Regions from separate parts of the Rattus norvegicus genome. Here region 1 is linked to region 2. The links are chromatin contacts, called in public Hi-C maps. All regions are on one chromosome and are shown on one strand. The core of a region is the stretch at or near the end of the contact, and the rest is flanking DNA. Distances in the headings are between cores, read along the strand shown. Region 1 has its middle 340 kb from the start of Tns3. Region 2 holds the start of Igfbp1 (insulin-like growth factor binding protein 1).

Region 1 (6,829 bases), core at 127-2,626, 1.0 Mb before region 2:
CATTGTGCTGTATTGGTTGTTGGAACATAATATTATTGTTATATCTTTTAAAAAAATTACTTCCAAGCAGATCCCTGAGCTCACTGGCTAGAAGTTCATGGGGTTGATGCTTATTTTAGCTACTTGGACTATTAGTTATATTAACTTTCTGTGTTTTGATTATGATTTCAAGGTGATTAATCATTTTACCAATTCTTAGATGCAATTTTTGATCGTCTTATGTTCTACATTTGAACTGTCTGCACGAAAGTTTTAGCAAGACTTTGAAATAGAAATCATGTTTACATCATGCTACATACATATACATTTACTCCAGACTTTTTCCATGCTCGCTTTTTTTTTTGAGTGATATTTTGGTGTGAAGAGTTTGAAACTTTAAACTTACAAAACCGAAGTGAAATTGTCTACTTCTGTTTATTTTAGTACTTTTACTGCGGCATTCATTACATTCCTGATACCACCACCTGATTCCCTTAGGTTTCCTTACCTGCAAGAGCAAACCCATGTTTTTATATTAAACATCTGCTACCTACCATGTCTATCTCTAGAAACCCACAATGGCCAATCTGCTTTATAGTTCTCAAAAGTTAGCTTCTCCTGTAACTGTGTTACTCAATAATTACTCTTGGCGTCCAAGTCCTTTCACTTGATATAATACTTTTGAGTCTCATCCATGTGTTAACATGTAAATGTTTATTTATTATATATGAGTACACTGTAGCTGTCAGGCAGACCAGAAGAGGGCATCGGACCCCATTACAGATGGCTGTGAGCTACCATGTGGTTTCTGGGAATTGAACTCAGAACCTCTGGAAGAGCAGTCAGTGCTCTTAACCACTGAGCCATCTCTCCAGTTCCCGTGTTTATTTTTATGGTAGAATTATATTTCATTGCAAGGCTCTGGCAAGTTTTGTAGCTGTCAATCGGATAATATATACCTGGATTATTTCTACCTTTTAATTTCTGTAACTGTGAGCTTTCAATTTTTTCAAAAAGGTTTATTTATATTTTTTGAATGATAAATCCACATGCCCTACAGTAAATATTTTTGCTTTCCAAGAAAACAGAAGCCTAAGAATAAATAAATGATGTTTACTGAAGCTTTACCATGAGCTCACTTGGTCCAGTGTTTCCTACGGTTAGTTTATTCTTCATAAGGAGAGAGTGGAAACAAATGGCTACACATCAGAGAGCAGGAAGCTGGTGCAGCTGGCTTCAACATCTAGTCTATAAGACTCTCAGGCTTACATTCTTTTGCCTGAATCACAGCCCAGGTTGTCATGGAGATGCAGATGGGCTAGGTGGATGTGGATAAGGCACCATGCCAGGGAATCATATTACTGCCCCTATAGGGCCTGTGTCCTTGGATTTAGGGTGCCAACGCATTTGCCAAGAGCAGGTCTGGGTTGTGAGGCGGCTGAGTCTATTCAGCTAATCTTAGGTCACTCAGGACTGAGTAAGACATCAGGTGACATGCTCTTGGCGGAGAGCTGTTATTTTTACACTCTGACCTTCTGAATTTTAATTCCAATTATCCGTTCTACAAAATCTGAGTCAGGATTTTAAATTCCTGAGGGGGAAAAATTCTTTCCATCCCTTTTAATGGCTGCATTTCCCCCCTTGTTTCCAATGAGCTGTTACGAGACAGATCAAAATTGTCGAGTTCCAAGAATTTTATTGCTGATCGGATGTGAGTGGGGCTATGTAGCATCTGGAGTATGTTCATTGCTTTTAATAGTCACGCTGTGGTTTTCATATGCAAATACCATGCACATTCGAGAAAAGGTGTCCACATGTAAAGGGTGAGGTCGGGGACAGCAAAGCCGATGTCAAGCTATTTTGTTAATTTGTGCTTTCATGACTCTGCTATTAAGCTTGAATATAGTTTTTATATCTACGTGCCTATTGTCAAGAGACGGATGATAGATATATAGATTGACAAATGAAAGATACAAGGATGATAGATAGATGATAGATTTATTTTTTAATGAAAGTAGAGCCAGTGAGACGGCTCAGCAGATAGAGATGCTTGACGACCTGGGTTGCAACCATTGCACCCAAATGGTAGAAGAAAAGAACTAAGTCCTCCAAGTTTTCCGTGAGCTCCACATGTACACAGGAGCGCACCCATTAAGTAAATGAACCAACAAGTAAGTAAACGTTAACAGTGTGATATCAGGTTCTAATATCCTTCCTTCCACTTGATCCTACAGCTGAGCTCCCCTGAGTGCTGTTTGTTTAACTGAGCTTCTCAATGCTAAGCTTTCTGCTTGGCTCCGTTTCAGAATTTCCATCTCTTTGTTGACACACTCTGTCCTAAGCATCTACCTTAATTTCCTCAGCTGTTTCTACGCAACCAGTCTGAAGTCGCTGATCATTTTTTTTTTAAATTGGTCCTTTGAACTCGTTGTCTGGTATCTCACCTGTTTCAGTATCTTTGGGTGTGGTTACTGCCGAGGGAAGAGCATTTGGAGCAGCCGGGTGTCCTTATTTTCCACAGTCGGTATTGAATTGTGTACATTGGTTCGCCTGGATTTTCTTCAGTTTTATTTGGGGCTTTTCTCTGCAGATTTCTCTTGAAGACTGTGTCCCCATTGTCATCAAGAGTACGGCTCCGTGTTTCTCCTCTCTGCTGGGGTGTGTGAATTCCACTGGGCAGATGGAGCTGGAGATATTCGGTTGCATTTTACCCTTTGGTGCCACTGAAGGTCAGCTCCTGGGAAGTGTGCATACATGGTTCAGGGGTGGGAGAAGGCAACCTAAGACTCCAGCCTGTGGTCTTTGCAGTTTTCTCTTGAAGGCCGTGTTGCCATTGTCACCAAAAGGGAAGACAAACATGCAAAACATGAACAATACTGCAGTTGAAAAACTGTATTTGTCTATTAGGCCTATTGCATTCCTTCTCAGACATAGGCTTTAGTAATTTGAAAATTATATTTCTATATTTCCATGGGTTTGTCATTTTCATTTGGGTCTTAAATATCTCTCAAAGGCCTATGTTTTAAAGGTTTAGTTCCCTTCCTGGCATGGTTTGGAGGTGGCAGTGACTTTAAAAGGGGACATAGTGGAAGGGGTTGGGTTTGTGCCTTTGAGGGGCAGTGAGACCCCAGTCCCTTTGCCTTGTCTTTCTCTCTCTTTGGTCTTGCCCATAGAAGGGTAACAACTTTGCTTCTTGTCCCATTTCTATTGTCATTGACCCCACTAGCTTTTTAGCTAATCTTGCTGTTTTTATGTCTTTTCTTTTTTGTAAATCAATGAGTTTGGTAAGGGTTAGGAACAGGAGCATGGGAGAGGGATTATTTATGGGAGAGTGGGCAACATACCTGCGACTACACCAGTCAAGACAATGTCTTTCCCTCTCCTAGGATCATTAGCTGTTGTAGATCCTCTGGGAGTAAGTAGAAAGGTCCCAAAGCCCTCCTCCTAACAGCCACTAGCTGTTTATGAATCCCCAGGGAGGAGCAAGGCATCCCGAATCCCTCTCTTGGCTATGATAGCTGAGGAGCCAACCTAACGCAGACTTGTGCATTTGTCAAGAGCTCCAGAATGCAATGGCCATGTAGGCTTGGGAGACAGCATCGCACAACACTCCCTTCCTTTCTATGCCTCCCTCCTTCTTTGACAAATCTCCCTGAGTCTTGGAGGTATGATATAGATATGCCATTGATTGAACAAAACCAATTTTTATTGATATATCTGCAGATTGACAAGAATGATATGATGCTCATATTTGTGATGATCCATATGTATTTGCCACTTATCGACTATACTCTTATATACTATATATAAATATATATTTAAAATATATAAATATATATGTGCTACATATAAAAAACATTACATATATCAAACATCTTTCTGGATTTCCCTTAAAAAAATCTACAGAACAATTTTGTTCAAATTTAAATAAAAAACAACCCAGGGTAGACAAGCTGTAAACCACAGCAGCTTCCCGAAGAGGAGAACGAAGGAGAGCAAACCAAAAGTTCATGCCATTTAAGCCAACACAAAGTCAGACACAGTTGACAAGCAACCACATTGTGAGGTCGGAGGTCTTAGAGGAAGAGTAAGGAAAGCTAAAGTACTGGGGATGCCCAAAGTTTTTGGGAAAGCATGCTTAGGGCAGAGAAAGGAAAGTTACACTTTTTTTTTTTTTGAGTAATTCAAAAATGTGGGAAGAAACAGCCTGGCTCTGTGCTATGTAAGAGGCTCTCTCTCTCTCTCTCTCTCTCTCTCTCTCTCTCTCTCTGTGTGTGTGTGTGTGTGTGTGTGTGTGTGTGTGTGTTGCATTAGGGAAAGAGAAGTACAGTATCTCATTAAAGGACTAATTATTCCACCTATCTTTTAAGCATGACTTAAGGTTAATCTGACTTTCTAGATTTGCTCTCTTGGCCAGAATGACACTGCCCAGTGGGAAGATTAGGTCTCACTAATTCTGAGATTTTTATCTCCTGACCAGAAGGAGTATTTTTTTTCTTAATGGACTTCATTGCTACTCTCACATTCCCTCTCAGAAGAAGTAACTCTAAAATCATTTAGAAACCAGACCAGCGATTGGAGTCTCCACACACTTCTGACATCTCCAACCTCTGGCAAGGAAGAAGCTGCCAAAAGGTCCAAGGACATTTATAACTTTAGCCAAGAAAGAGACTTGTTATTTTTCTTTGGGGTCTTTTTCCCCCTCAGCTGTCAATTTCTACAACCTGTTCTTGTCATTCCCCACAAAGTGCACCATGGGATTTGTTTGAATAACCACCAGGTGTAGGGAGGAAAGTTAAGTCCTTGACTGGTGCCAGGAAATAGATAAGGGGAAGAAGTGAAGGCAGGAGCCAGTACATGACATGTCCTAGACAGAGAGGCAGGGAAAGCCAGAACAGGATATGTGTTAAATGTCCAAATCAAAGTTCATTAGAATCTCTTAATGGGCTCCCAAGAAAGCATCGTCCCTGGGAGCTCCTCTTCTTCCTCCTCCTCCTCCTTTTTTATTTTGCCTTTCAGTCTGGACTCAAGAATGAAAACCAGGATCTGCTTAATGTACCTTGTTAGCTGTTAGAGAGTGGACAAGAGAGACTTCTTAGCAAATAAAAAATTGAAGTTGTCCATCTGTTGTGTAGAGGTAGTAACAGATACATTTTCCCCACAATTGCCATTAATATTTTGGCCAAGTTCCTAAATTTGGATTTGTCACAGTAAAAGGCATGTTAGAAATCAGGGGCTCCCCCAGCCTCCCTTCAGCAACTAGTGTCAGCAGCTAAGCCATGCCATTGCAAGTCACCAGCCCTTTAAAAGGGGAATCATCACAGATAGTTGTCTTGTTCTTTCTCTCTGTCTTCTGGTGTCTCTGTCTGTCGGTCTGTCTGTCTGTTTCCCTAGCTCATGTTCCCATTCCAAGAAGGCCTTTTGCCATTACTACCCCCACCCCTACTAATAAATCTCTTGTGTGAGATCTGTTGCGTGGTATGATCTCTGTTGTGGCATATTTTGGCTTTTATTTACCAAGGTACTCTGTTGCTAAACCATAACAATATGACTTTAGGAATAAGTCAATAAGCATATCACCCAGATCCTCTGGTTTCTCTATATCCACACAGGGTGAATCCATATATAGTAATAGGATAGGGAGTTGGGAATCATGAAGGTCTTAGGATGTGTTCTTTATATACAATCTTTTGGCTCTACTCTGATCAACGCAAAAGAGGAAGGTAACTTGACTCTCTCTTATATAAATGAAAGAAACACATTTTAAGGGCATCGTAATTCTAGAAGATTAGGGAAGAAAATGATAACCATATCCCCTGTTATTGAAGTTTCCATCTTAGAAATCATCATATTCTGAAATGACAAATCACTCTTCTAGAATTTGACCTTAAACTGTTTGTGTTGATCAAATCTTTCATTTCCTGACTCATTCCACAAATGATCCAGAGGACACATAGCTGAGGATGTGAGCATTTGACTAAGGAGCAAAAGACTGAAGTCCCTGGGCAGGACAGATGTACTTACGTGTGTTAGCGGCTTCCATATTCCTCTTGAATCTCGGCTGGGCTTGGTTGGGAAGTTCTTTTCTGCTTCTGAATCTTCTATGTGCCTATTGGCTGGCTGAGTGTCCTCTTATCAAACACAACCTCAGGGTAATCAAGTGATGTTGAATGACTACCTCCCAATTCATAAATTAACTGCTTGGCTCTCAAGAATATCCTGAGTTCTAGGAGAAGGTCACTAGATGCTCTGAGGCATCTTCTCAAATGGGGATTTGTGGGATCCTGATTGTTCTCCCATTTTGCTCCTACCATGCCCTACCATTGTTACTAGAGTCAATTCAATGGAAACACAAGCTATTGATTTGGAGGGCATGACTAGCTATACTCCTTATCTTTGTAAGTTAGCTGTTTTTGATGTTTTGGTTATAAGAGGATTGTGCATCTGTGTCTCATGGAATGGTGGGTTAGTTGTAAAATTGGTTTCTGCACACCTTTGTGTTTTCACATTACTATCAATGTGCTTGTGGAATGCCTTTCATGAAGAGACAGAGCAAGTTTCCTCCCGATTCCAATAAAGACACTGGCATGTGGAGAAGTGATACTGAGTGGCTTTTCTATTCTCTCTTGGAGATCTGCTTTTAGCAACCATCTTAACTGAGTCTCAAGAGATGTACTACATCCCTGGCCAGATCAGCCAAGACATATACCCAATACATAGGTCAACTTACCACTGACTCATAAGTGATCTCCTGAACCCCACTTTCAGAGCTTCAGACATATCAGCTGATGCACAAGTCCATGAATTCAGATGCTTCTTCTTGGGTGCTGCTGGGTTCCATGGCAACTCT
Region 2 (6,309 bases), core at 84-2,583:
GGAAGCCCGTTTCTAAGGACCGTTGGGATAGTTCTTCCATTTAGTCAAAAGGATCAGATGCCTGCAGTCCGGCTTCCCGTCAGAATATGGAACCATGAGGTCCCTTACCCACACAGGAAGTGCATGCAGCCCAGACAGGGGAGATAGGGGCTGGAGCAGAGGAAGAGGCATTTCCCAAGCTTCCTATTACAAACAAACCAGTGCTTAAATTCAGGAAAGCGCCTGATTGTCAGACTCCTAGCAGGCAACATACACTTCAAACACTGTTTGTCTATAGCAATGAATGGAAGTGAAGGTTTGGGCCTAAATTTTCACATTATGTTCTGTAAACATCTGGGAAGCACATACTGTGTGGCAGGATATATGCTACAAAGGACATTGCAAACCTCCTGGGGGCAGCAGGAGGGCTCCCATCCTAAACCTTCCTGGACCTTTTAGCCATTGGAACTGCCAAGGTCAGGACCCACAGAAAGAGGTGTTTGGGCCAGCACCCCACCCACCTGGCAGCCCCATAGCTCCCTCCCCACTGAAAGACCAAGCAGGATCAGTACTACCTAGTCTGTGAACATTCTTCCCAACTCTCCACTCTGCACTGGGAGCTTGGACCACCCCTTCTGGGATGTTTTCCCCCAAGACCGCACAACGATGGCCCTCACTGAGGGCCTTATTTGAGCTGAAAGCTCAAAGTGGGCATGGAGAGCCTTTGTCCTATCTGCTATAGGTTCCGGATAGGCCTCTGCGGGCCTAGAAAGCACGTGTGTCCTAGCCAAGAGATCAAGAGGCAGAGAGGGCTGTAGTACCTTCATGCTGAGAACCGGACAAGCTGCTCGTGGCGGGTGCGGCAGGTTCTAGTACACAGGCTCCCTGGCCACGGGTGAGGGCATGCAGAGGTCGAGGCTCCCCTGGCAGCGCACGGCAGCTGAGTCCCTGAGCGCAGCGCGCAGTGGCCACACCACAGGCAGCACCCAGTGGCAAGGCACATGTCGGGCAGCAGCCACAGCCCGCAGGCCGAGAAATCTCGGGGCACGAAGCAGGCACGGGTGGACAGAGCTCCAGCCTCTCAGCAGTGCAGGGAGCACAGTGCCATGGCTGGGGGGCTCCAGCGACTACGCGAACCTGGAAGGACAGGAGGATCAGGAACGGCCAAGAAACAACAGTTAGGAACTCCGGCATCGCAACCAGACGCAGCAGGCGGTGGATGAGAATCTGGGCAGGCAGCAGTGGCTCAGTAGTCACGACTTTCTGAGTAGATAGTAGCGGAAGTGGTGGTCACAGCTCTCTGGGCAGATGGCCGTGTGCAGTGTTCAATGCTCGCTGGGTTTGTGTCTCGGCGGGCAGTGGACCATGCTGGCTGGCCATACCCAGGGCCTTATGAAGGGCTGGCTCGGCAGCACGGGTTAATGATTGTCAGGGCAGCGTGCTAGGATCCCCGTGTTCAAAATAAGTTTGTTTTGCTTGTGAGCTCCGCACAAACCGTGGGTGGAAGGGGCGTAAATGGATCAGGTTTCCTACTATGTTTGTCCTGTTGTGATGGATTGGGACAGGAGCTAAAGTCCAATTCTAACGGCGAGCTGATGGTCAGATGGGGGAGGGCACTTGTTTTTGTTCAGGGAGAAATCAAAGGCCTAGCCCGCCAGGCTCTTCAACCGAACTCAAGGAATACCTAAGGGACTAAGGAAAAGCAAGAACAGATTAGACCAAGAAGGCTTCAGGCCCCAAAGGGAGGGGAAGAAGTGGGGTTCTTTGTGATACTACCCACAGTTGTTTCCTCTCCTCCCCAAGAAGCCTCTAGCCATCAAGTGAAGAAATTCATTGTTCACCCCATTCCAAAAGAAACAGTTATACCTCCAAAGAGGAGAGAAGTCCAGGACCCCAGGAGCCTAGCCTCTATCCCCGGACCCAAGCTGTCTCTGACGGTCTAACAGTCTAGTTTAACTGAGATGGCTATCAAGTCTGACAGCTTTCTCTGCATTGTTTTTTCATTCTTTTATATTGCAAGGAAAACTTCAGAAATGTTTAAGGACAATCAGAAGTGGGACTCACTCAGGAATCTCCCCAAAACCTCCCGGAGAAAACTAATCAGGGATGCCCCCCCCCCCGGTCTATGAATAACTCCTATGTCCCCAGGTGTAGATTTTTGTCTCCTACCTGACCTGGGTGCTAGCTCAGAGCGACCAACCTCCATCAAGAGCTTGGAGCCACTTGTCTGGCCTTTGAGGTATTGGTTTGGAGTGGGGTGGAACCCTGAAAGCTACTGTACCACAGTGGTGCATGCCTGTCCAGCCCTTCAGTGTCTTCAGACATGGCATTTTCAGACCTTGGAGATCTCAACTTTAGCCCCTGGCTCTAGAGAAGGCAAAGGTTGTAGGGGTTTTTAGGGCAAGTTCACAGAGACTGCCCTAGAACACCCTGGACAAAAACTCACATCCCTGTGACCCAGGAGTGATGAACGTTGTAGTTGAGACTTGGGAAATGGCTTCTCAGGTGACTTGACTAAAGCAGTTTAAACGCATGGGCAACAGTGTATCGCCTACCAACATTGGTTTTCTCGTTCAAGGAAACCAGTATAGATGCCCAGCACAGAACAGGTATGTAAATAGTGACTGACTGACTTTTCTTTTTTTAATTTGCGTTACAATAAAGCCCTAACAGATAAGGAGTACAATACCAAGGATCAGAGACATGGGCCAGTGGGCCACAGGAAACAGACACTCGCCAGGAGAGTTGAGGAATGGGAGTGGGGAGGTAGGCTATATCAGGTAAAGGCTGAGGAAGAGTCCCATAGGGGTAGAGAATTCAGGAACTCAGTTATATCACAATGCAAAAGCCAACAGGTGCAGGCTGACCATTAGCATCTGATGACAGAAGCACCTTTCTTGTCTCCAGAGAGGGACAGGGGACTTGTCCTGGCTCAGCTTCTGGTACTGCCACTGCACAGCCCGTGGCCCTCACTGAAGGGATTCTGCAGCCCAGAGGCCAGAAGTCTGTGACTGCGGATGATGGGACAGACAGAGCTCACTCTAAAGCTGTCCCTGACATGGCCTAAATGTCCACAGTCAGATGGTGGATAAGGAAGTCCTGGGGCAGTCCCTGCAAAGTTCAGCTCAGAATGAGTCACACAGAGCAGTTCTGTCTTTCCTAATAGAGAATCTTTACAATAAGGCATTCTTCCATTAATTAAAACCTCCGCACTAAGAAACATTGGGAGAGTCCCAGGTGTGCTACACGAGGGAGGGGCTGTGATTCTAAATGTATCGAAAACTTGGAGAAGAACACAAAACCACAACAGGACGACTACCAGGGGAGCCTGAGAACTGATTGGTTTTTCCTGTGTCCTTTTCGTAGCCTTCTGGATCTGCACCGTGTTCTTATACTATATAAAGAATAATCACCCTGGACTGCACATGTAGGCATGGGAAAGAGGACTTGCCTGACATGCACAAGGACCTGGGTTCGATTCTCCAGGCCTGAAAAAAATAAACAATTACCCCGATACCCATTTCTTTAGCTCCCTGACCTCATGAAAGTGACTGGACTTGGCAAAGCCAGATTTTACTCAACTTGGAAAGATTCCATAAAAGGGCAGCTGAACTAACATCTGCTATAGCAGCTGGAGTAAGGTCAGGTAACAAAGCTACTCCCAGATACTCATGGTCTCATAAGTGTGTCTCCGATTACTTTTGTTTGTTTGAAACAGGGTCTCACTGGACAGTCTAGACTAGACTCAAACACATAGCAATCCTCCTGCCTCAGCTTCCTGCACTACCATGCCCAGCTATGCCATCATTGTCTTCCTGACCGAAGTGACCCAAATTCAGTACCTTGTTAAGAAATTGATCAACTGATTTCCATTTTTAAACATTTTTTATTTAAAAAAACATTCAATTTTTAAAAGAGTTTATTTTTTGATCATCTCTTTAGGAGAGGGGTTTGTGTGCGCGTGAGTGCAGGTGACCAGAAGGTGTCAGGTTTCCCAGCAGCTGGAATTCCAGGTGGTTGTGAGCCACCCTACAAGAGTGCTAGGAACCGAATCCAGGTCCTCTGTAAGATCAGTGTGCCATCTCTCCAGCCCTAACACTTAACTGGAAGCTATTTGAAATGAATAGCTTGACTGTAAGTCCCTGAATAATTTCATTTCTGGAAATGCAATTTGAGCTCCAAAGTTTCCCTTTGACTTCCTCGACTTGTAATCGCTGTCTGCGCTTGAATGTTCCCTTAATGAAACACAGAAGAGGCACAATGGTGACAAGTATTTGGGACTTTGTGCCAGGTGGTAGCTAGAGTCCCAAATAGTTTATTGTGCTGCAGCCTTGCCCACCGCTCATCCCTTCCCCGATTCCTCCCTGCCCCTGCACACAGTGCTCCTTCCTCCTTTCCAAAGATCGATTTCCCAATGTTTCCATTGCTTACCTCACAGTCACACTAACCAAACAGACACCAAATTCCACTTTGATTCCCATCACTCTGTCAACACAAACGAAGACATATCCCCACCTCATCCCCAGGCCTGTGTAGATGGCCAGTTCATTGATCCGTGCTGTGTGGGATGGAGTGACTGGCCCTTCTCCTGAGTCACAGCTTGACTCAGCTCCCTCTCTTGCCCATCTCTAACCCTGAACCCGTGAGGCCCACTTAGTTTCCGATGAGATGTCCTTCTTGCTTATTCACTGCAAACTGCTCAGTTCCATTTCCACACTGGCTTTGCATTTCCACACCAGAGTTTCCACTGCCCCTATAACTTTATATCTTTGCCTACATTGATTGGTCATCCCTAAAAGCTATCTCCCAAGATGCTTGTGGCTTCCCCCCAAGTGGCAGATGACCCCTCCTCCCAGCTTCTTGGCAGTTTATTTCCTGAACTTCTGTCTGTGTGCCTTTTCTCACTCCATGGTGGAGTAGAGAGGAGCTGTCTTCTGGAGACAGAGTCGGGCATGGGGAAGTAGGGTAATAGGGCACCCCAAACAGAGTTGCAATCACATGTTCAAATCCCAGAAAGCAGGCCATCTACAGAGGGCTCATAAGTTCACCCCGTGCTGCCCTTGGCAGGAAGGAAGAGAGTATCCAGAATGTTTGGGAAACTTTAGAAAAAGGGGATACCTCAAATGACGTTGGAGGGAGAGTGAGATCCTCCAAGCAGCAAAGGTTGGGGTGACAGGACAAAGCAGGGACAGCAGAAAGTGAAGGAACTCACCAAGCTGCTCAATGTGCCGTGAGAATAGCCAGCAGTGCTCTCTGCCTGGAAACATAGGATACTCAGGGGTCTAAGTGTGCTGATCACGGGAAAGCCTTGAAAACTTGGAGTCGGAGTCATCCCCAGGAAGGGACATGATGTGTGTCCTATAAGCAGTTGTGCATCCCAAGAGCTAAGATTCTTGGATGTCAGGCCAGAAGCAACCAGGAGTAGCAGGGCAACAGGGAAATAATGTTTGGCTTGGTTTAGTTTGGTTTGGTTTGTGGGGATTTTGTTGTTTTGTTTGGCTGGGTCACGGTCTCTAATTGTCCATGCTGCCCTTGAACTTACTATACAACAAACACTGGCTTTAAGCTCCTGAACCTCCTGCCTCTGCCTCCCAAGTACCTAGCTGACTGGCATGTGCCACCCTGCCCACGCAGTGTCTTGTAGATGCTTATCACACACAGCCGGCGCTGAGAGAGGACGCCTCACTGCTAGCAGGTGTCAGTTCGAGCATTGAAGGTGAGGCTCCTACTTCATCCAAATCAATGTCTGTGCATTTCCTGTTCACCCGGGCCCTCCCTTCTGCTCCATTGTAAATTCAGTGTGCTATGGAAGGAAGGTATTAGGGAAAGTCTTCTCGTGGCAATGCTAGTCTGTACTCCAGAGGGCGCTGTGAGGAAGGCCACGCTCAGCATCTCCCCCAGGAATTCTTCACACCTCTGCCTTTTTGTTTTGACGACTTCTGTTGGACCTCACATGTGAAGAACTCCTCTCTGACAGCTTTATTATCACCAGAAGAGGGGGGTCATATAGGAGCAGCAGTTTGCATTTTCACCTCAGATTTCCTCACCCCAGCAAGTCGCATAACCAAGGCTGTATGGAGATGAAGGAGTGCTTGCAAAGTGACTGCTAAGTAAATGTGAGCCCGTAGTACCCTGGGCTGCCGTGGGTTCCTTCGAGCTGTGGGGCCTGAGGATGATGAAAGGCCGGGAACTTTTCCATCACACACTGTTCCCAAGTCCTGCCTTCATGCAGGTCGCTGCTTACTTACCTACAGGCAGCTCCAGAGTTAGGCAATCTGGGCTCTGGAAAAAACGATACAAGAGTCAAGGGCAAAGGGGAGCTTTGGACGG

The links. A called contact is a pair of places that touch in the nucleus more often than the background predicts.
Region 1: a Hi-C map of the A7r5 cell line shows a contact between it and region 2, with 2.7 times the contacts expected there. The contact joins the enhancer-like site here to the promoter of Igfbp1 in region 2. A contact is called at or near these places in 11 of 12 Hi-C or Micro-C datasets (the A7r5 cell line, the Rat2 cell line, Schwann cells and 7 more) and 1 of 1 datasets of contacts at active chromatin or transcription factors (oligodendrocytes).

The regions. Positions count from the first base shown.
Region 1 is chr14:87,276,053-87,282,881 of GRCr8, reverse strand. No RefSeq gene overlaps it. Among named protein-coding and RNA genes, the nearest start is that of Tns3, 340 kb to the left of the region's middle. Within about 2 kb of position 1,376, at least 5 of the 93 cell types and tissues checked have an H3K27ac peak or open chromatin away from gene starts, as enhancers often do. A contact at or near this core is called in the A7r5 cell line, where this site is marked.
Region 2 is chr14:86,256,301-86,262,609 of GRCr8, reverse strand. It overlaps Igfbp1 (insulin-like growth factor binding protein 1), which reads right to left and starts at 1,333. Exons shown (of 4, transcript NM_013144.2): 1 at 801-1,333. The coding sequence starts at 1,173.